Linked DNA regions of Mus musculus: region 2 is linked to region 1. Evidence: chromatin contacts called from public Hi-C data. All regions are on one chromosome and are shown on one strand. Each heading gives the region's core, a stretch centred on a gene start, on an enhancer-like site or on the middle of the called end of the contact. The rest is flanking DNA. Distances are from core to core; before and after follow the strand shown. Region 1 overlaps Polr3e (polymerase (RNA) III (DNA directed) polypeptide E). Region 2 holds the start of Hs3st2 (heparan sulfate (glucosamine) 3-O-sulfotransferase 2).

Region 1 (3,740 bases), core at 930-3,429:
AACCAGTCACCTTTTCAAAGGTGATTCTGTGCTAATTTGGCAGACATCCAAGTTCTGGTTCAAACCACTGCCTGTCTTGGAGTGATTGAAAAATCTGATGTGTCCAACTGTACTCCAGTGCCCAGCTCCTAATGGCCTCAATCTTCCAGGACTCCTACTCTTGAGAAAGAAAGATGGAAGGGAAAAAAGCACCTTACCTGGTCACTCATGTCTCCAGACTCCCAGAGGGCAAATACCTTCTGCTCATCAGGGGAAGCAGCAGTCTGTGGGGGAAACTGGCCCAAGCATGAGCTGGTCATTTCGCTGCCTTGTCAACCCCATGCTCTGCCCACTTCAATCCACCTAGCCCACTCACTGGCTCTGAGGAATCTGCAATGCCAGTGCACCAACAGGTGCTTGGGATGGCATCAGTGTGCTGCTGCTGCTGCCTGGAGGCATCTACCTGGCAATGTTCTAAAGTCTCCCCTCCCTAGTATTCCTTACGACTTCTGCTCAGCTGTTTCCCACAAGCACAGCATAAGAAGAGTAGCTAAAACAAGATGTTGGCAAACTCCCATGCCTTTTTTGCGGCATGCTTCAGGGGCAACCAGAAGAGGATGACAGTCCTGGTGTCTGAAAAGGAGGTCAGGGGAGATGCCAGCACTGTGGCCTGCAGTCTCGATCCTATAGCTGATCCATGCTCACTAACACATAAAGCCTGACAGAACCTGAGCCTCGCCGAGGGGTTGCCCTGCCCATTCACCAAAAGGATAAGCATGTTCACTGTCTATAGGTCCTTAGTGCAGAGGAGTGAAGCACGAGTTAAACCTGGGTCTTTATGTCTACTTTCCATGACCTTTTTTTCTTGGACATGCTATGAAAATGGCCCTTGGGTCAAACTGCTCCACACAGGGCTGGGGTGTTCTCTAGATGCCAGCACTTCTGAGAGGAAGGAGCATGGCTAAGCAGGAAAGAGTACCACTTTCACAGAAGGTCCCTCATCCTCTGTCCATGTGAATGGCCTAGGCAATCTCTACTACCAGACTAGTATCCTTTTCCTGCCCAGGACATAGAAAAGTTGGCCTGCAGAATACTGGCCCCACTTGCGGTAGCCATGAACCCAATCCCAGCATCTTATAAAAGCAAACCTCAGCAAGAAAATTCCACCAATAGAGGTCACAGCGCCTCTTGTTTTGTTCCTTACATACAGAAGCAAGGGCCTTGGCCTAAGCTTCATCCTTGTGCTTGTGACCTTGCTGCTGCACATGGCATACTCCCTATATAAGCCAGAATAGCCACCTCCCCACAGTCCCTACCTGATTTGCTTCCTGGGCTGGCTAGAGCCTAGGAATGAGCCACACAGCTTCCCTCAGACTGTACCCAAACACTCCTTTCCGCCAACGGCAACAGTCTCCAGCCCACTGCGGAGCCCACTCCACATGACTGAAGTAAAGGAGGTTCACCACCACCCCAAGCCTACTGCAGAGGCTAGAGCTTATATGGTCAAATAGCCTGGAAGCCATGGCTTCCCTACGAGGGGAAGTGCTCATCTCATCTCTGCGAAAGCAGATTAGATAGAGCCTCTAGACTGAGGTTCAAATTCTAGCTGTACCACTCATATCCTAGAGACTAACTAAATACCAACCGGGGAAAGGACTTATGTTTACTGAGGCGTTGATAGTGCCTAGGGCCCTATCAAACTTACTTTCCTGTGGTAGAAAACCAACACACCCACTTCAGATGAGGACAGGGAGCCCTGAGACTCACATAGCCATCTAGTGAACACAACATGTACCCTATCCACACGCAGGCTCACAGCCACTGTCCCTAAGACAGACAGATGGAGCCAAGACACACAGATTTCTCCGCATGCCTGATTCCTAAGAAGGCGAAGACCGCCCAGCTGTCCTCCTGAAGGGCTCTGATTGACCCTGTCCTGACAGACACAGGTTTTACTTACAGGCACCAGTATCTGCTTGCAGCCAGCGGCCAGCACCGTATCCTGTAGCATTCGGTCTGAGACGCCACTGAAGAGTATATGGCCCGGGGGCAGGCCTGCCAGGTGCAGGTTGAAGAGGCGCTTGAGTTCGCTCAGCGTGAGCACAAACTGTCTCTGAAAGGTGGCTTCCACAAAAGCCTTCAGTTCACAGGCAACCGGGTTGCTGGCACAGCCTGGAACTGGGTGTCCATTTAGGCTGTCCCCACCCACTGCCCGCCCAGCAGGCAGCCCATTGGCCAACTTGGTGCTGAGGCAAGTGCTGGGTGCAGTGTCCATGGGCTCCTCTTCCTCAGCCTCCAGCTCAGCCCCATCGGCTTCCTCCTCACTCAGGGGTTCCTCCTTGATCTGCACGCTGGGCAGGACTGTGGCTGCCCGCATCTGCTCCTTCCGTCGCTGCAGTTCACGCTCCAAGAAGGCATGGTTCTGCTGGGCCTTGGTTTTGGCTGTTTGGACCCGCTGTTCCCCAGAGACCAGACCAACAGGCGCTGTGTAGATAGACACTATGGTTCAGAAGGGTACAGGTCCCAGGCAGACAAAGCATGGAGACAGAGAGTAGGGGACACCAGAAGGCAGCTCCTGAAGCAAGGAACCATGTGCTGTCTTCCGCTCTTCCTTGCTCAGGAGGAACTCTGCTATCTAACACTGAGGGGAGAAATCAAGTGGGCACAGAATTACAGAGCCCTGCTGGGATTCCAGCAGCTCCTATAACACCACCTGCTGATCCAACAGGTCTCAGACTCCACTCTGCCCTCAAGGACACAGTGCCCTCCTGGGGTGGGAGTGGGGACCACTGAGGCTGTCCTGTTGGACAAGCAATAGGCTAACTTGGTGGTGGGGTGGAGAGAGAAGGAAGGTCAGCACAGAAAGGATGAACTTTGAAAATAACATGGCCCTCTTCTGGGCCTGATCCCAAAAAGGGCCCCTTCTGGGCCAGGGACCAAGCTGGAAGCCTACCCAGCCTTGAAGCCACACACACCTGATTGTCCATCCGGCTTCTTTGGCATGGTTTCTTTTACGAGATTATAGACTTTTTCTAATCTGAAAAAAAGAACAAACCCTTTAAACTCTAACGTATACGTTGTATCGCCTCATCACAGAACAAGCCCCCAAGCCCAGGGCATTGGGTCACCAAAACACTCTGCACACAGGGTTCAGCCAGGCCTTCTCCCATACAAGCCCTCTGTGCACGCCAGCCCCTAGCCAGAGCCCAGGGCCAGTGTCAAGAGAATGACAATCCTGTTTTTCTCACTAGACTAAGTGCCCTTCTTTCTCCTCTCTAGCCCTCAGAACAAAGCAGACGACAAGCCAAGGGTATGGCTGCATCAGCCTGCGGTAAGAAGATGTGGGGATATTTAGTGATCATCTTTGTGGTACACACAGCCCCACCCCAAGTGTCCCTCACTGCCCAGACGCAGCCCAAGTGTGCTGTTCCTGGGAGGCAGGGCCAGGGCCACCTACTACACCCCTCATGCTGCCCCACAAGCCCTTACTTGGCCTGGATGCCCGACCACAGCATGTGCTGCCGCTGGACCACATCTGGATGCTTCTTGATAAACTCCAGGTCGTAAGGCAGTAAGAACTCCCAGCCTTTGTTGATTCTCACTACAGCCATGTGCTCCAGAAAGTCCTTCACATCCTCAGCGCAGAGCTGCGGGAGGAGGAGTGTGAGGCACCGCCAGCCCCAAGCTCCCTCCTATAGCGAGCCCTGAGGTCATGAAGAACACCACTTACTTTGGTCACTGCTGCCACCTCCTTTCTTACC
Region 2 (3,936 bases), core at 1,396-3,895, 450 kb before region 1:
ACCTAAAAGCTAGATGCTCAGAATTTTGCTATTTTGCACTTAAAAAGCACTTCACCGTGGGAAAAGGTTTCATAACAATCTTCATATTTTCCATCGAGGAAACCCTGGCACGCAATGAGTGTGGCTGAGGGCGACCTCGAGCAGGGCACTGGTGTTCGATGCTTCTGCAGCTCATACCCCAGGGTCTGGTTCAAAGAGTCTTTGCACATAACTAGATGGAACACCTCTGGGTCACAGTTCAGAAAGCATAGTGGGTCATCAGCATTGGCATGAAGCCTCACCTGACTGTGTGCCAGCAGTTCCTTGCTTGGCTCTACTACAAACTGTGTCTGCCTCTTAGGGACAGCATACGTCCCATCCATTGCTCCTAACAGTCATAGCTATACTGGCCAGGGCTAGCTGAGAAAGGTGACAACACATTCCTGTGGATCCCCCTTTCCTTGGAAATCCAGAACTCTCTGTTATGACTCCATCGGGTCATTTTTCCAAAGAAATTATTCTTTATCCAGTATGCTTATGACTCTAATGAGTCAAGGGTCTCCTTTTATATGAAAAATAAAAGAAATAGCCTCAGCAACTCTGGCAGCCACCATGGCATCCCTCCAGAATTGCATTACTGTTCTGAACTGCCTAGAATGTCTTCAGGTAGATTCCATGACAGACAGATTCTGTGACATCTCTTAGGCTCACACTATACTCTAGCCCCAGAGGTGCCCTGACTCAGTCCCTCTGTGCACCTATCCTGCAATTCTGCACAACACAAGGTGTGAAGGCCAATGGATACCAGAGGCACTGAAGAGTGAAGGCTGCACTGGAGAATGAAGCCTCACTGTAGGTCCAGACACCACCCCCTGGAGGAGGGAGGGACTCTAGCTGGCAGAAGTCCAAGGGAAGAGTGGGCATTCTAAGCATGTCTGACTACTCCTAGGATCCTGCCTAGTCTTCACCTGAAGTGCCCACCTATCTTCCAAATCCCTCCTGTTGGCTACTATTTTAAAAGCACCTCTAACGGTCATTTTTACATCTTTCAAACACTTTGAAAAAGACTGGACAGGCAAACAGGGCAGGAAGTATTTTCCAGCCCCTTGTAATTGATAGTGAAAGAAATGCTGGAAGAGTTTGAGGAACTTGCTCAATGTAAGTGTCAGAGACAGGACCAAAAGCGAAGGTTCCTTCCTACACTCCAACCCCACCAGCTCAGGACTAGAACTGCTGGAGGAGTGAGCCTCAGAACATAGCGAATATTTACAGCAGAGACTGGCATTCTCCTCATTGCGAGAACTCAGGACACACTCTCATATTGCCCTAAGAATGGGTACCTACCAGGCAGAAATCACCACACAGGGCCTTTGTGGTGGTTTCCCTTTCTCAACTGCAGGTGCCACACAGGCCAGGGAAGATCAGCTTAGGGGTAGGAGTAGAGCCTTTTGCCTTAGGGAACCAGCTCCAACCGCCCTAAAAACTGGACAAAGAAGGCAGCCCTCCAGCCAGCACCTAGTTTTGACTAGAAATGTCCCCTACCTTCCAGAGACCCCAGGGACAAGAGGAATACTCTTTCCCTTTGCGCTTCAAAGAGCGTCATGAAGAGTCAGTCTCCGGGAAGTTCTGGGTGGACCCTCTACAGTAGTCACCCCACAATCCACTTGCCGGTTTAAGACAGGCAAGGAATTACTCTAAGGATGGAGCGAACCCAAAGCTCAGAGTGGAGCTGTCGTGACCCTCTTACCTGTACCAGTCCAGTCCTCGTCCGTAGTTCCTGTCGAAGAAGTGGGGCTCAGTGCCCAAGGCCCGCACGTCCGGGTGCACGCGGATAAACTCCAGCACCGCCCGAGTTCCCCCTTTCTTGACGCCCACAATGAGGGCTTGGGGCAGCCGTTTGGTGCCTGGCTTCGGGGAGCCAGAGTGATTGGATCCGGAGAGGCGCGGTGCTGGAGCGGCAGCGGCGGGCGCGCTGGGAGCGCTGGGCTCACTGGGCGTCGGCCCCGGGGGATCACACGGGCGGGACTTCGCCAGAAGTTTCTGGCCGCTTGCGCTGGGGCCGCGGAGGCAACGCGGTGCGCCGAGCAGGCGGCTCTGGCCCAGACCGTCGCAGCAGCACAGGAAGCTGTAACACAGGTAAGTGCAGGACAAGGACAGTGTGAAGGCGAAGAGCAGCCTGCGCGCTCTCCGCGGCTGAGGTGGCCCCGCGCGGCCCAGGACCCTATAGGCCATAGCTCCATGGGCCCGCGCCGGGGGTCATGGTTTCCGAGGTGGCACCTGCGGCGGAGCTGCTGCGTGGCTCTGCGATTGCCTAGAGGGCTCGCGTGGCGCTGTCCCCGCTGTGCGCGTTGGGCGTAAGGGATATCATCTCCTCTGGGGGCAGCTGGCCTGGGCAAGCACCGTGCCCGGGGGTCCCGGGTACGGTGGCTCCTCGGGGACCAGGTGGCTGCATTGCCAGCATCTCCCGGTATTAAGCGATGAGGGCTCTGGACAGCCGGGCGGCTCCCGGCGCTCTTCGATTCTCACGCGCGTCGGGTTCGGAGCGCGCCCAGCGCCCGAAGCCCCATTCCGGATGCTCCGAGCGCCTTTCTGGGGACGCTCTGTGGCCGCGCGGCAGTGCCGGCGGGAGGATGAGCGGACCGGACGGTGGCGCTGGCGCCGGCCGCGTTCTGGCTCCTCGGGAAATGCCGAGTGGAGCGCGCTACCGGCTCTATTTAAGGAGTCGCCTGACGTCAGCCGCGCGGGTCCCCCGAGCCCGCGCCGCACCCGGGGACCTGGCCCGCCCCTTGCACCCTGACTCTCTTATTCCTCTCAGGTACAACACCTCCCCAGGTTCTCCCCATGAGGACTGCTCCCTACGGAGCCTTGACCAGCTTGGGGAGGTGAAGGGAGGGTGGGCAGGTATGTCCTGTACTCCTGTGGGAGATTAGACACCCCCATCACTCCGGCCTCTGGACACCTGAGATTACGCCAACACCCACCCTACACATAGACCCGGGTGTTCATGCAAGCACCCAACCCTGATACTCGGTTCCACTACACTTACCCACACATGCACCACACATACACTAGCACAGGAACAAGCTCACTCTAATCCGGACACTCCTCAACACCCCACAGAGGGTGGAGAGAAGAATACACCTAACCCGAAGATAGGAACACAACAAGGACACACCCCATCCCCAGCCATCTCGCCGAACCAATACACACAGCCTGGAATCTGGCATCGTGCAGGGTGCGCACACGCATGGGACCTGGGCGCACAGTGCAAAATGGATGGGTGGAGGAGAGTGAGATTCCGTGACTAGTTACCGAGCCCCCTAGCACCCGCATGCTGACTCACACCCAGGCGACTCACTCTGTCTCGCACCCATGGAGCACAAACCTCTATCCAATTTGCACACCACCTCATCACACACACACCCCGACTCCCGCCCCCCCCCCCCGCCCCCTTACTGGGCCTGGAAATCAAGCTAGCCCCAGAGCCTCAGACTTATTCATCTCTTGGCGGCCGCCCCCTAGCGGTGGCCTGCTCCCCAGGGAGCTGTCCAGGGTACCAGACGCTATATAAGGGTCAGCATATAACTGGTTTCCTCACAGTGACAAAGCAGGAGGAAATAAAGGACAGAGCACTTCTACATCTAATGATTGTCAAGAGGTTGTCTTCAGAACAGCTCCCAGTGACCAACCCTAGCTGGTTAGAACCCTGCATTCCAGGTGGGATTTACATCCCCTAAAAACCTGGACCAGTGTTCCCAAAGAGAAGACCCTCACAAGATGGCTGTATGACCCCACCACCCCCCTCAGCTTCCGTTAGACTGACGATGACTTCAGGACAAGGTCTGTGTATTCTTGCTCAAACTGGGAAATATGCTCTGTTTCTAAACCAAGCCCATCCCTAGAAAACTTAGATCAAGCTCTCTGCTGTAGGGACTAGTTTCTAATACATATAGTACA

Evidence for each region. A called contact is a pair of places that touch in the nucleus more often than the background predicts.
Region 2: a Hi-C map of cerebral cortex shows a contact between it and region 1, with 4 times the contacts expected there. The contact joins the promoter of Hs3st2 here to the enhancer-like site in region 1. A contact is called at or near these places in 1 of 39 promoter capture datasets (hippocampal neurons) and 4 of 484 Hi-C or Micro-C datasets (cerebral cortex, cortical neurons and embryonic stem cells).

Annotation. Positions count from the first base shown.
Region 1 is chr7:120,939,025-120,942,764 of GRCm38.p6, reverse strand. Polr3e (polymerase (RNA) III (DNA directed) polypeptide E) reads right to left here. Exons shown (of 21, transcript NM_025298.4): 15 at 3,710-3,740; 16 at 3,469-3,626; 17 at 2,955-3,016; 18 at 1,940-2,463; 19 at 198-275. Among named protein-coding and RNA genes, the nearest start is that of Polr3e, 23 kb to the right of the region's middle. Within about 2 kb of position 2,179, at least 34 of the 459 cell types and tissues checked have an H3K27ac peak or open chromatin away from gene starts, as enhancers often do. A contact at or near this core is called in cerebral cortex and embryonic stem cells, where this site is marked.
Region 2 is chr7:121,391,005-121,394,940 of GRCm38.p6, reverse strand. It overlaps Hs3st2 (heparan sulfate (glucosamine) 3-O-sulfotransferase 2), which reads right to left and starts at 2,645. Exons shown (of 2, transcript NM_001081327.1): 1 at 1,727-2,645. The coding sequence starts at 2,211.